Linked DNA regions of Rattus norvegicus: region 2 is linked to region 1. A link is a contact called in public Hi-C data. All regions are on one chromosome and are shown on one strand. The core of a region is the stretch at or near the end of the contact, and the rest is flanking DNA. Distances in the headings are between cores, read along the strand shown.

Region 1 (7,077 bases), core at 1,750-4,249:
TTGACGGCAATAGTGTGGAGTCACATTTCCTTGAATTCTCGCTGTCCTGACCTCTCTGGCCTCTCCTCCTTTGCCTCAGATCCCCTCCCTTACTTCAGACAGGCTTAGTGATGAGCAGAATGGGGGGCTGCCTACAGGAAGCAATAAGGACTTGGAGAGAGAGCTTATACCTGCTACAGCTGGGCCGGGAATTTACTGATTCTAGCCTTAAGATCTTCCTACGCCACTGGCATTCCATTTCTGCCTTTGTGAGAATAAGGCTGTCAACTCTCCTCCTGAAAGAAAAAAGTGGTAGAAAGCAGCTGAGGGGTGTTGGTGGGGTGAGGAGACAGGGCTCTGCAGACTGTCTTCCAGGAACCTCGAAGCTTCCTTGATGTCCCTCCCACTGAAGCTCTGAGCCAGAAAGCCCAGTGGTTAAGACGTCTCACTTCCCAGTCGGACCTTCGGAGTCCAGAATCCTAACTGTGCCACTTAAAGTTGTTTGGCACTGGGTGGGCAACTCTGAGCCTGGCTATCATCTACAAAATGGAAGGAGTAACAACAGTATTATCATTTGGGATTGCCTTGTGGATGAAAATAAAATCCAAATCTGATAAGCATTTGGGGGCCATGTAGGGCCTGTACCCTAGCATCCCTACCGCCCTGGGGCAATGTTCTGTCTTTAAGCCTCTCCTCCACTCCGGATCTACCCCGTCCTACCTGTCCCCAGGTAGCTCTCTTCTCTTTGTCTACGCTCCATCCTTCTTTGAAGGCCTGTATTCAGGGCTGTTCTCTAGAGCTCTATATAGGCCTTCAGTGATCTAGGCTAGGAAAAAGGGCACCAACTACTGCAAGGGCAGCCAGGCAGTGAGGACTGCTGGTTCCTGTGGCCCTGGCTCACCTCTGATCTCTCTGAAACCAAGATGCACAATCTTAGACAAGTTTGCTATTGGCAGGGGTGACATTGCCTTAGGAGACTTCAGTTGGAACATCCCCTGTTGCCTGTGACAAGGGACCCTGGGGTACCTTTGGTTGGTCAAGTCCTGTTCTATCCTACCCCCATGATTGTGTAGGGTGACCAAAAATTGCCATGCTAGTAGTTGGCTGGGTTGACTCCAAACCTCTTGTTGAATTTCTTTTATGTGCACTGCAGCTGGCCCAGGGTTCAGGACTCCACTAGAAGGGAGGCTAACACCCCCGCCCCAGGCCCTTTCTGCCATTCTTCTTGGAGCTTAGGGGCAGCTCTGATCTCATAGGAGGGGAGGGTCATCTAGAGCAATTCAGACTATGACTAGCCTGGCCGGAGGTCAGCAGTCTAGATCCTGGGCCATCTCCTCTTTGTGACCCTTGTTTTTCCTGAGCTTCCCAAGCTGGCTTCTCCCCAAGGGTCTTTCATACTGCCATTGGAAGCCAGAGGGTTGAGGAGTAGTGTGTATATGTGAGGCATGCGGGTCGGGCACACAGGACTGGCCCTGAAGCAGGAAAGTAAGGAGGAAGCAGCAATGTGCAAGGACATGGAGTAGCTGGACGTTCAAACACCAGATCACTTTCTATCTGCCTTACCCTGTGGGATCCTGCTAGCCAGTTACCTAGCTCTCTGCAAAGGTAACTCTGTACTGTTGGATAGCTCACCTTCCTGTTCTGGCCTTTGGTTTTTCCCATCAACACCAAGTGCACAATAGCAGGTTGTGCCCTATAGGGTCACAGTGAGAGGGGGGCGCAGGTAGCATGCACTTAATCAGTGCTAGCTGCAAATTGCTACAAGTGTGTCAGAAGGAACATTGGTGGGCCCCGTGTCCTGGGTCACACATGATGGGGTTGCCCCCGTGAATCTCTGCAGGACTGTCAGGTTGCAAGGAGAAGCTGTTCGCTGGTGTGGCCGGGGTTGGGGGTAGAGCAGAAACACACTAAGTCACGAGTCCATGCCACATGGGTGTGTCAATAAGTTTTGCACATGTAGGGGTGTTGGCTTTAGGGATGCAAGAATCGAGTGGAGAATTGTACCATGACAACCACCTCCAAGCTGCTGAGACTCTGTGGTGCTTCTCCATGTCTCCAGAGTCCCCTGATGTGAGGCTTTCAGGATCCTGATCTGTGCTGTGAATGAAATGTGCTTTGCAGGATAAGGATTGGGAAATGTCTGTCCTCATGAGCAGAGTCGGGTCACAGGGGCCTGCTGTTCCTGGGGTAGCATGAGCCTTCTTTGCCCTTTGCCCTAGACTTGATGATGTCAGATCCCTTGTACGTATGACCTCATGGAGGCCCCCAAACCTTTCAGAGCCCATGACTCTGAGAGAGGATAAGAGTTTGCCAGAGCCCTAGGGATAACCCAGCCGGAGAACTTGGCTTTGGGCCAGGAGACCTGTTTTAAAGCAGAACAGAGGAGGGAGACGGTCACTGCATGGTCCAAACCTTTCCTAAAGACTTTCCTGTGTGCCTGGAAACCTCATCTTCAGCTGTCCCAGGGGAGTGGTCTGGCTAAAGCCTTTATGTTTTACAGAGGGGGTAACTGGGGCAGAAGAGGAATACCACCAGGTGTTGGGGTACAGGTGGGGTAGGCTATGTGCTGTCGTTGTGGCATGAGGGGGAAGCTACAGGAGTAGTAGACTGGAGGATAGAGCCAGAAAGCCACGAAGCAAGGATTGTACCTGCTGACCCCAGCATGGGGGCCAGTCGACTTTGCCCTGGGATACTCTCTGGATCTCAGTTTCCCTATCTATAAAATGGGATAATGGTGAACTACCAATCTCCTCTATCGAGGCACTCCCATCTCTCAGAGTCCACGAACTCAGAGCCAGGCTGGCAAGATGCCTAGAAAGACTGTCCCTGGAGACCCATCAGCCTGTCAGGGCCAGGGCTAATTAGGGTGAGTTAGGAGAGAGGGCAGGGTCAGATTCCTCAAGAGCTAATTAGTTTCCCACAGTGGGGGAGGGGTTTTCTCAGCCACTGGGTAAGCTGTGACCCTGGTCATAGGCTGATCCCTCCAGCTGCCTGTGACTCATCTGTTCAGGCGACTATTTGTTTATTCATTGTTCAACAGCATGGCAGCCGGAGTGCGTGCCAGCTGGGCACTGTGGGCAGAAAGAAATGATTACCTCACTTGTTAGGAGGCCGACCAGTGACCTCTGTCCTTGCCATGTCCCACCGATTCTTTCCCCAGAAGGACCTTGAGCACAGCTATGGAGTGACTCAGCCTTTGCCACCTGGAGCTGTACGGCCTTGGGTCTGTCAGGAATCTCTGAACTTCTTCACACAGCTGCCCAGTGGCTGCCTCTCAGTACACTGGGGAGAACAAGATGAATGAACACAGGGAGCGTTGACATTAGCCCAGGGTATCACTTGGCTTATGTTAGCATGTACAAATTTTTAAATAATTATCTTAACAAAAGTGAGAGGAAAAAAATGGGGAAGGGTGTAGGAGAAACTGGATCGTGGTCTCTTGATTTGATGTGTTATAATTAGGGTTGGGGACACGGCTACTTTTTCATGTTTTTATTTTTTAGAACTAAAACGTGTTAACCATTTTATTTTTTGGAGACATTAGTCCTGGTTGTCCTGGAGCATGTTATGTAGACCGGGCTGGCCTAGAACTTGCAAAGATCCTCCTGCCTCTGCTTTCCCAAGTGCTGGGATTATAGGCATGTATCACCATGCCTGCATATTAATATGTTTTCCGAAAAAGAAGTCTTAGGGGCAGGAGAGATGGCTCAACAGGTAAAGGTACTTGCTGTGCAAGCCTGGTGTCTGAGTTTGATTCCCAGGACCCGTGTAAAGGTAGAACGAGACAAAATTATCCTCTGACCTCCACATGTGTAAACATGGTACATGCCTCCCCACATCAATAATGATAAATTTGAAAGGCCTTAAAAAACAACTTAGTGGCCCAGTTCTAAAATGATATCAAGCAAATGACCAAACTTTGAAAGTATAAAGAGAGAAATGCGTAAGGTGTCCTGGGCTTTGCACACTGGGGAATCTTTAGGGAATCTATTCTTGGAATTGAGGTCAGAAAGGTAAACACGTCAGACGAGGCCTTCGGAGCTGTGCTTGAGGTGAGGAGATGGATGGTCAGTCAGGAGATAAGCAAACTCGTTGATTTCGGACAGTGGTGAATGAGTGCTGTGCAAGAAGAGACGAGATCGGAGAGGAGACAGGAAGGCCCCTGAGGGGAGGGCGTGCTGTCGGGGAAGAGGATATTCCTAGCATATATGGGGCCTTAGCCTTGCCTTCCGGCCTCTTCCCCTTCTTAGGTAAAGAGGAGAGACAGAGTTGATGTAAAACACTCTCAGGGGGTGAGAGCGGTCAGTGGCCAGAGGGACCATGGGAGATGTAGTTGGAGGCATGACTCATTTGGAGAAGTGCTGTGTTACAACCTTCCAGGGCAGTCCAAAGGGACAGACAGGCTATTCTGGACAGCCAATCAGCTTCACCCTTGTATCTTCATGACCGCTGATTCTAGGAAACGGAGCAAAGATCAGATTTCAAAGAGATGTAGGAGGGCGTAGTGACTGACTGTCCGTCCGTCCGTACGTCCGTTTGCTAACCAGGCCTGTGTTCTCTGCAGCTTTGGGCCGGAGCACCAGCTTCACAGAAAAGGATCTGAAGGAGGCCAAGGAGAGGAGCCAGCGGATTGCAGCCCAGCTCACCACCCCTCCCAGCTCCAACTCCCGAGGGGTCCAGCTCTTCAACAGGCGCAGGCAGAGGGTGAACGAGTTCACCTTGGAGAGCCGAGGCCAGAGGTCACCAAAGCTCAGCCAAGAGGCCCTTCAAACAGGGCATCCTTCCAGCCCCATAGGCCATGCCCCAGGGCTTAGTGTGAATCCTACCTCTCCATCGAAGCCAGGCTCTCCAAAGCACTCCAGCTCCCAAAGCCCCAGCCGAGGGGTCCCTGGCCACATCATGGAGGGGTACTCAGAGGAAGCCAGTCTGCTGCGGCACCTGGAGAAGGTTGCCAGTGAGGAGGAAGAAGTACCATTGGTAGTTTACTTAAAGGAGAATGCAGCCCTGCTGACAGCTAATGGACTGCACCTGTCCCAGAACCGAGAGACCCAGCAGTCCTCACCAAACCCTCCTGAAACGGAGGAAGTGCCCAGCCCAGCTGCAGATATCAACCAGAACCCCTCCTCTCCCAATGCCACGCTCACCACAGCAGCCTCTAACAGCCACCACAACCAACCCACCGCTGATGTCAATCAAAACCCCCCAGCCACTATCACCCCTGTCCAACAAAATTCATCTGAGACACAGTGTTCCCCGAATGGCACGCTTGATTCCAAACCCAACACTCCAAGCGCTGATGATGGGCAGCGCCCGGTGCCAGCAGAGGAAGTGAGGTCCAGCATTCTCCTGATTGACAAGGTGTCCGCTCCACCATCTGCCGCCAGCCCCTTCTCTAGAGAAGCTACTCCCCTCTCCAGCTCTGGGCCACCAGCTGCAGATCTCATGTCCAGCTCTCTGCTCATTGGCATGCAGCCTAGCACCCTAGTGGCATCAGCAGAACAAGAGGTGTCTGGACATGCAGCTGTCACCACGCCCACTAAGGTGTATAGTGAAGTACATCTCACACTAGCCAAGCCTGCATCCGTGGTCAACAGGACCGCCAGGCCATTTGGGATGCAGTCGCCAGGGACTACCAGCCAGATAGAGCAAAGTCCCATGATGGGAAGACGACATTTTGGAGAGAAGGCCTGGGCTCCCCCAGCTAGCAGTATGGCGGATAGGAGTCCCCAGCCACAGAGGCACATAATGGCCCGCAGTCCCATGGTAGAAAGGAGGCTGGTTGGGCAGCGAAGCCCGGTTGTAGAGAGACGCCCCTTAGGAAACTTTACCCCACCCCCCACCTATGCGGAGACTTTGTCAACAGCCCCCGTGGCTTCCCAGGTTAGGTCTCCTCCCTCTTATTCTACTCTGTATCCCAGCTCTGACCCCAAGCCTCCCCATTTGAAGGGCCAGGTAGTTCCTGCCAACAAGACAGGAATTTTGGAAGAATCTATGGCACGCCGAGGCAGCCGGAAATCAATGTTCACGTTCGTGGAGAAGCCTAAGGTGACGCCGAATCCAGACTTGCTGGACCTCGTGCAGACAGCTGATGAGAAGCGGAGGCAGAGAGACCAAGGGGAGGTGGGCATGGAAGACGAGCCCTTTGCCCTGGGAGCTGAGGCCTCCAACTTCCAGCAGGAGCCAATAGCTCGGGACAGGTCCGGCCCTGCGGCAGCTGAGGAGACTGTCCCTGAATGGGCTTCCTGCCTCAAGTCACCCCGTATCCAGGCTAAGCCGAAGCCCAAACCCAACCAGAATCTCTCAGAGGCCTCAGGGAAGGGGGCTGAGCTCTATGCCCGCCGCCAGTCACGGATGGAGAAATACGTCATAGAGTCGTCAGGCCATGCGGAATTGGCTCGCTGCCCTTCACCTACTATGTCATTGCCTTCATCCTGGAAGTACACCACTAATGCCCCTGGGGGCTTCCGAGTGGCGTCCTTAAGCCCAGCGCGGACTCCGCCTGCCTCTCTCTACCACGGCTATCTGCCAGAGAATGGAGTCCTGCGCCCAGAGCCTACCAAGCAGCAGCCACACCAGATGAGGCCTTCACTCTATGCTCTGTCGCCGGTCAAGGAACCTGCCAAGATCTCATCACGTGCCACCTCGTCACGCGCTTCGTCACGCACTGTCTCACCTCGTGCTGCCTCCCCGGCCAAGCCTAGCTCCCTGGACCTGGTGCCCAACCTGCCCAGAGCAGGCCTCCCACCGTCTCCTGCGCTTCCTCGGCCTTCCCGCTCCTCCCCAGGCCTCTACAATGCCCCAGTCCAGGACAGCCTCCAGCCCACTGCCGTGAGCCCCACCTACAGCAGTGATATCTCCCCCGTGTCTCCCTCCAGGGCGTGGTCTCCTCGAGCCAAGCAGGCCCCCAGGCCTTCCTTCTCCACCCGGAATGCTGGGATCGAGGCCCAGGTGTGGAAACCTTCCTTCTGCTTCAAGTAACACATCCCAGTGCCTGTCTTGTCCCCCCTTTCGGAGGGCCAGAGAGAAGATGTGGCAGGATCTAGCTCAGGGCTTAGTGAGAAAGATGGACGTCTACGGTTCAAGGTCTGGCATGTGACT
Region 2 (7,077 bases), core at 2,864-5,363, 42 kb before region 1:
TTCACCCAAGATTGAGCAAGTGCTTCTCGAGTCTCCAGGGAGAAATAGGGACTTGGATGTTTTAGATGTTTGTAGACATTTAGTATGTTTGGATTGGAGTGGAGGCTGAAAAACTGAAGGGGAAGAAAAAAAAAAGACAACCTCCAAAAATGTCAGAATCACAAAGTGTTAATGCTTGGAAAGGTCTTGAGACACCATCTGCTTCTCTGCTTCATCCCTCCCTTCCTGACTTTTAATGAAGAAAAACTGAGACCCAGAAAGGGGAAAGAATTTGGCCCCGAGTCATTTAGCATCAAGGACAGTGGCAAAAAAAACGAGGTGAGTCCAGTCCGAGCTGCTTCGACGACTACAGTTTCTACACAGTCTGCTTGCTGGGGAGGCATGGTGTAGGGAGCTGGGGTGGGGGTGGGAACCTTGGGACAGGCAGACAGAGGTATGTGGGGCCCAGCTGCCTGCTGATAAGAGACCCCCAGTGCTATTCCAAAGGGATGTTTAATCAAGATGTATTTTCCCCTGCTGCAGACACTATTTTCTTTCTTATGTAGACTGTGCTGGCCTTCGAGATAAGGCGCCTAGACATGTTCGCACCGAGGCAGCCAAAACATGAGGCAGGAGGCAAAAAATCCCCTTCTCAATACCCCCCCTTACCCACTCCCCCTTGTTTCCTTTCATTCTCTCCAAGTTCTCATGCCCCTCCCCCCACAAGCTGACTGGCCTCTTCCGGCCTTCCAGTAAGTCAGCCCAAAGGAGCCAGGAAGGTATGTGGTCCAGCAAAAGTCAAAGGAGACACGTAGAGAGCCCCCCGCCCCCCACCTGAAGAAAAAGGCCTAGGCCCCAGGCTCCCCATAACCATAGAAAGTAGGGGATGAAGGGAGGGCAAGCCATTTGTAATATTACCCCACAGCCTCCTTCCTCATGCTATCCCCTCTATAAACGGAATGCAGAATAGTCTCCGGTTTAATCTGGAGGTGATTAGTGATCCCCAACCACAGTCTCCGCTTCCTGACCCCCGCTTCTGCCCTCCTAATCCAAGGCTCCTTGGGGACTTTTTGAGGAGGAGGTTACCAGCCAGTTCCCATCCAGCACTTCTCAAACATAAGAGCTCCTGCCAGAGACATCTGGGGTCCCGACCCAGCCAATCTCTCCCCATCACCCTTGCCTTTCTAGGCTTCAGTTCCCTCTGCCTACCAAGGAGGCTAGACAGAGAACCTGGCCTTGAAATCCCTCCTTTGGCTTCTGTGGAAGTCAATGTTCTATCTTGGGCTCCCTGGGCACTGGCAAGCTGGCTTTGTGGCCCCACATATCAGTTCACTGTCCTGCTCTGTCAGGAAGTCACCCCACCCTCTGTACATCTGGATGGAATTTACCCCCAAAGCAACTCCGTTGCTGTGATGCGATCGGGACAGCTCATGTGTCAGAGGGGGCCCTAGTGTGGACTGTTCTGCAGGGGTGAGGACTCCTGGTTCCTCTCACAGCTCTAGGTCTTTCTTGAGGTCTCTGGGGAGATAAGGCCTGGATAGCAGAGTCCCACTGAGCAAGGAGCAGAGACACAGTCAGGCTTGGTACTTTTGTACTGGTTCAAATACCCCATCCTGAAAGCAGGTGAGGGTGTAGAAGCTGGAGAGAAACATTGATTCATGAACGGTGCTCATGAAGCCAGTGCAAATGGGATTCTCCTTGACTCTCTCCTCATTCTGAATCCTGCTAGGGTATCATGATGGCTAAACTGGGGCTTGCAAGGGTCCAGCTTAAGTCCCTAGAACTTAAGGACCTTGGGTAATATCCTAGGAGCCCTTCTTTGGGAAATCAAGACAACACCTGTTGTTTTCCCGTGGCTTTCACCAAGTTGATCTAGTGGAGTCTCTAGGCTCTGGAACTTCCTGTCACTCAGTTACTACTCGAGATCTTCATTCTCAGGAGCCTTTTTGGCCTCTTTCTCTACCTGGACCAACACACCCAACATGACCTGAGCTTAAGTATTCTGGGCATGGTGCACTATGAGAATCTGGTGCCCCACAAAGTTAGACATCCTAGCGAGGGCCCACCAGGTTGCCTAAGGAAAGATGAACCGGCTTGGATGAGAAACAGCAGGTAAGATCACCTATGCTTAGTGCTGTCACATCTGTGACTTTCGGCCACAGACATGAGTTCCACATGGGCTGCACTGACTGCTCTCTGTCCATTGTCTCTGAGGACCTTCCCCAGATCAGTGGAGTGGAGAGCTAAATTGGGAGTAAAGCCCTGTCCTCAGTTCTGCTGCCTTAGAGAAAGAAAAATCCGAGGCCACACCTTCCTCCCCGAGGGGCTCAAAAGTCAGAGGACCCGGAGGCAGCCGGCCCTCGAGTCAGGTGATGTATTAGTGAGAAGCAAATGCTGAAGATTGTGGCCCCTCATGTACACCTGCTCTGAAAGGGACAAGCTGGGGCCAGTTGGCTTACAGCTTAGTCTCCTCCCAACTTCAAAAAATTGTCAGGAAAGGGACAGTGCTCACAGAACACTTCCCACAGCGCCAGCAGTCTGTGCTCTGCTCATGGCAGGATTGTTATCATTGTCTGAAATGACTATAATCAAGACAATTGCTCCTCACCTAGAAAATGTCCTAATGCAGAACCCAGCCCAGAACTCACAAGAAGCCTCTTTCAAAACGTCTCTGAGCTTCACCGACAGAGTTCTGTGCCTGTGCCCAGAGCTCATGGACCCCTCTCACCAGAAAGCTGTCAACAGAAGTGGGAAGGGACAGTGGAATGGCTGGCTTCCTGGAGACCAAAGGGACACCCAACTTGAGTGGAAAGTCTGAGTGTCAGAGAAAGGGAACTGAAGTGGGATCTTAAATGTCCCTCCCCCAGTATAGCCATTCATCTGGGGTGAAGGGAGGTGCTGCCTATGCATTGTTGGGGGGTCGGAATGGAAGGGGTGTTCCAGCAGACTGACTCTGAGATGGGTGAAGGTTACATTGAGGACCACCCAAGGGCAAGGAGACTAGTTAGGGCTTGTTGGAACCCAGATAGAACTTAATGTCGGGATCCAGACACAGCATGAAATTCCAGAGAAGGGTATCACCATGTAGGTGAAAGTCCTCTCACGTCCTTTGTCACTCAGAGAGATGATTCTGTCTACTTTGTTCATGGGGCACGGGGACATGTCCTTAGAGGGACTCTTGCAGGTCACTGATGGTAGGATGGAGGCTAAAAAGTCAGATCTCGTGCATTCAGGCCAATGTCCTTTATCACAGCTAGCTTTAGGGGTGCTGCCTAACAACAGGCAGGGTAGGCCCACAACAGGCTTCATTAAATGAAGTGGCATGGTGGTGGTTCTGCAGTCTCAGGACCAGGGTTGAGGGCAAGCGATGTATGAGTGACATTTGGGTCACAGTAGCCAGGTCTGGAGTCAGGAGTCCCTGACTGGAGGTCCAGGCTTGTACCATTCACCCATGTGACCCAGGGAAGGAGCACCCTGAGGCCAGTGACTACCAACAGAGATGGGTGGTACACTGTACTGCAAAGTATATCTTTGAAGGGTCTCGGAGCAGATGGAGGCTGAGACATCTGTACCATGTATGCATGGCTGCTACAAAGGCTTAGAAATGGCTGGAGCTCATGGCAGGGATTCAGGCAACCTATCATAGTCACGCATGTTCATCGTGGACTCTTGGTGTCATGCCCTGTGCTACTTAGTTAGACAAAGGGACGAGCAGACGGCTGGCAAGAAGAGACTAAGCTCCAACAGGAATGGAGGTGACTGAGCCCTGTGGCACCACTGCGTGATGCCATGCGAGGGTTTGCCTGAAGGGAACTGAAGGCCTGTTCAGTCACACAGTCACGCAGCAAACACAGGCTCCAGAGGGCAAGCGTCTGTTTTCTGGCCTCCCACTGCCTTCTCTAAGGTCGGGCCCTCTCTGGGCCCATTTCTCTTCCTGGAGGACAGAAAGAAAGCACCTGAGGAGTGGGAGCTGAACGGCCATAGAGGGGAACTTTCTTGCACCTGAGGCCTCCAGGCCTGTTGGGATCTGCCGGCCTAAAGGGGATTTCCTGGGGCGGGCCCTGTTCCTATCGTGACGACGGTGTCCTTGGATAGATGCCCAGAATGGGGGGTGTGTGTGTGCTCAAAGCAACGTTCCAGTGGGAAAAAGAGGCGGGCATGCTCCCAGCCCACATGCTGGCCCTGCCTCCTGGTCCTGAGGTCTCCCCACCTTTACCCTTGAGGTGAGGAAATAGGGCACCGTCTGTTGAAGGAAGCAGAACTGTCCCTTGGCTCAGGATCCTGATGTGTTTGCTGTGTGACCTCAGGCAAGTCCCTGCCTATTTCTGGGCCTTGGCCCCGGTTTGTACAGTGAGGAAGGCAGAGATTTCCAAGTTGTTTTGGAACTCTGATACTTGAGATCTGGCTGGGGGCTGGGGGTCCTGAGAAAGGGGATAGTATGGGACTGGGTTCCAGGGACTCGCCTCTCTCTATAGAGCTGAAGATGTGGAGGTACAAGGGTAGGTGGTGCAGGGGAAATGGAGCCCCAAGGCCTCAGGTGGCTCCAAGTGGGGGCCAGCCAAGCCCAAAGGCTTGGAAACATGTTTATTCTGAAGTGTCTGGTGTCACTGGGGCCATTTCTCTGGGGTTTGAAGTGCTCCAGAAGCCAGCAGGCTGCATGTGTGTGTTTGTTGAGTAGAACATGGGCTGTATTTATTCATCCTTTTCGCCTGAGCCCTTAAAAATATAGACGGCTAATGTCTTCAGTATGTATGAAATATCCCATATGCTCCGAAACAAAAGGGGCTCTGTTATTAAAGTTTCATTTCCACACGCCCCCTCCCCTCCCTCCTGCCCGCCCCCTGACACCCTGCCCTCCTCCCATCCCGTTCAGCCTGCTAGAGACAGCAGAGAGAGGAGGCAGGCGGGCAGGCGGTGGGCAGCGAGCTGCCGTGGACAGAGACCGGGCACCGCCGACTTCCTCTCCAGTGTGTGCAGAGTCCAGCTCCAGGTGAGGGGGTGCCAGTGGGAAAGGACTGCAGAGTTTTCCGGAGGAGAAATGTCCCAGGGATGTCCAGTGAGGAGTGGGAGCTGAGGTGGCCCTTCTCGTGGGCTCCTATGAAGCTGGGGCCCTGGCAGGGTCCCACTGTCTGGGACGGAAATGCCCGCTCTGCTGCTAACTGAAACCACATGTGCCTCCCAGGCAGCGGGACAAGGACACAAGCCTAGCCTGAGGCTTGGGACTGGGAGAAAGAAAAGGTGTAGGTTGGCGTGCGGTATGCTCCAGGGCAGGTTAAGGGCTCTGCAGGAAGGCTCTCTCTCTCTCTCTCTCTCTCTCTCTCTCTCTCTCTCTCTCTCTCTCTGTGTGTGTGTGTGTGTGTGTGTGTGTTGAGGCTCATCAGAGTACAAGAAGATGCCAAGGTTCTGTCTGTCTGTGTGTGTGTGTGTGTGTGTGTGTGTGTGTGTGTGTGTGTGTGTTCGTGTTCTTGCATGCATGAATGGAAGTGTGCCCATCTCTAAGTAGAAGTGTATTGACTCCCAGGGCTCACACAGCCTCTCTCCCGGCCCAGTGGGGGGTCCTCACTATAGGAGGCTCCTTTCTGCCCACTGCCCACTATGTCTTCTGAAGCCACAATCAGTATGCTATTGCTTGTAGGACCTCTGCCCATTCTCCAGCAGAAGACAGGGAGGGTAACAGCGGCCGCCTTTTGCCATCTGTTCTGTCCTTCATAGCAATCCTTCACCTTTAGGAACTTGGCCTTGCCACCATTGCCCTGGAAAGTAAGGAAATTAATTGTGAGTCTTGAGATGGCATGTTCATGGCTACCAAGAGGACGGGGGTTGGGCCTGTCTAGACCCAGACAGAAGGCATGGGTTGACAGGGGTGAAGGCTTGGGCTTGAGGAAAGACAGAGAGCCTCCCTGCTCCATTCTTTGGTCAGTAGAAACTTTTTTGAGGGCCAAGTAACCCGAGTCCAAGAACGTTTGTCCCTGAAGAATGAGCCTTGGAGGGGAACTTGCTTCCTATTCAGGTGGAGGCCCTGCCAGGCTCTCCTGCACAGGGCCCCGCCCAGCACCTGGTCTCCGTCTTCTCGCCTCTAATGTCCTGGTTGGGCCAGGGCGGTGCTTCCAAAGCCCAGCATACATACCATTGGTAGCTCATGTCACAGTGCCCTGTGGACTGCCACTTCCCCTCTTAACAAGGACTGTTTGTTAATCTTACTTATGCTGGGGAAAAAGTGTAAAACAGCGTCTCAAAGCTGTGAGGAAATTTACTCTTGTAAAAATGAATGAAAACTGGGACTCGGTAGAAACTCCTTGAGGTCCTGTGCTTTGGCTCTTTTTATGCTCTTAGCATTGAAACCGCTCTCAAGAGTGTTGCGTTCTTGGGCAGAGTATGTGGCTCAGTTAGTAGACTGCTTGTCGACTTGTATACAGCCCTGGGTTTGATCTTGCGTAAGCCAGGAGTGGTGGTGTATGCCTGTAATTCCGATAGCCAGGAGTTGGTCATCCTCTGATATCTATTATTTGAGGCCAGTTTGGGATATGTGAGACCTGTCTTACACATATAAAAGCTGTTGAGAACCAGATGTGACCTGCTGTGGGACTTTTAGGTCCCACAAACGAACAGCATGTCAATTCCATGAGTTGAGAGCAGAAAGACCAGTTGCTACCCAGTGTGTGTGTGTGTGTGTGTGTGTGTGTGTGTGTGTGTGTGTGTGTGTGCAGCTTGGAGAGCAAGAGCCAGCAGGGGCAGAGGGGAAAAGACCATCTTGTTCTCAGGTGGGTTTGGTGTTCAAGGTCAAAGGCAGGGGCCTTGGGAAAAAGAATGTCCTCTGTGTGGCATTTCAAGAGCTTCCTCTGGTCTCAGTCTTAGACCTTTGAATGGCTGATTGGGTCGGGTGGAGCTGTCCAAGGCTACCTTGGCTCCTGCCTTTCCTGCCATTCAGCCCTAGCTCCTAACCTCTTAGCTGTGATTTATGTGCTGAGCCAAGGCTGGCCCCAGGTGCATAGTGCTGGGGGGACTTGCAGTGTTTGTAGGGGGAGACTTAGCATCATTCTAGTCACGTCTCCATGCTGAGCCCCTGATATACCCCTCCTCCATGAGTTCACTGTGGCT

Evidence for each region. Hi-C and Micro-C count contacts between places; a contact is called where the count stands out from the background.
Region 2: a Hi-C map of liver shows a contact between it and region 1, with 1.6 times the contacts expected there. The contact joins two enhancer-like sites. A contact is called at or near these places in 7 of 12 Hi-C or Micro-C datasets (Schwann cells, hepatocytes, kidney and 3 more).

Annotation. Positions count from the first base shown.
Region 1 is chr18:56,326,318-56,333,394 of GRCr8, reverse strand. Synpo (synaptopodin) reads left to right here. Exons shown (of 2, transcript NM_021695.2): 2 at 4,544-7,026. The coding sequence starts at 4,879. The coding sequence ends at 6,957. Among named protein-coding and RNA genes, the nearest start is that of Myoz3, 13 kb to the right of the region's middle. Within about 2 kb of position 2,999, at least 56 of the 93 cell types and tissues checked have an H3K27ac peak or open chromatin away from gene starts, as enhancers often do. A contact at or near this core is called in hepatocytes and liver, where this site is marked.
Region 2 is chr18:56,369,612-56,376,688 of GRCr8, reverse strand. No RefSeq gene overlaps it. Among named protein-coding and RNA genes, the nearest start is that of Synpo, 26 kb to the right of the region's middle. Within about 2 kb of position 4,113, at least 17 of the 93 cell types and tissues checked have an H3K27ac peak or open chromatin away from gene starts, as enhancers often do. A contact at or near this core is called in hepatocytes and liver, where this site is marked.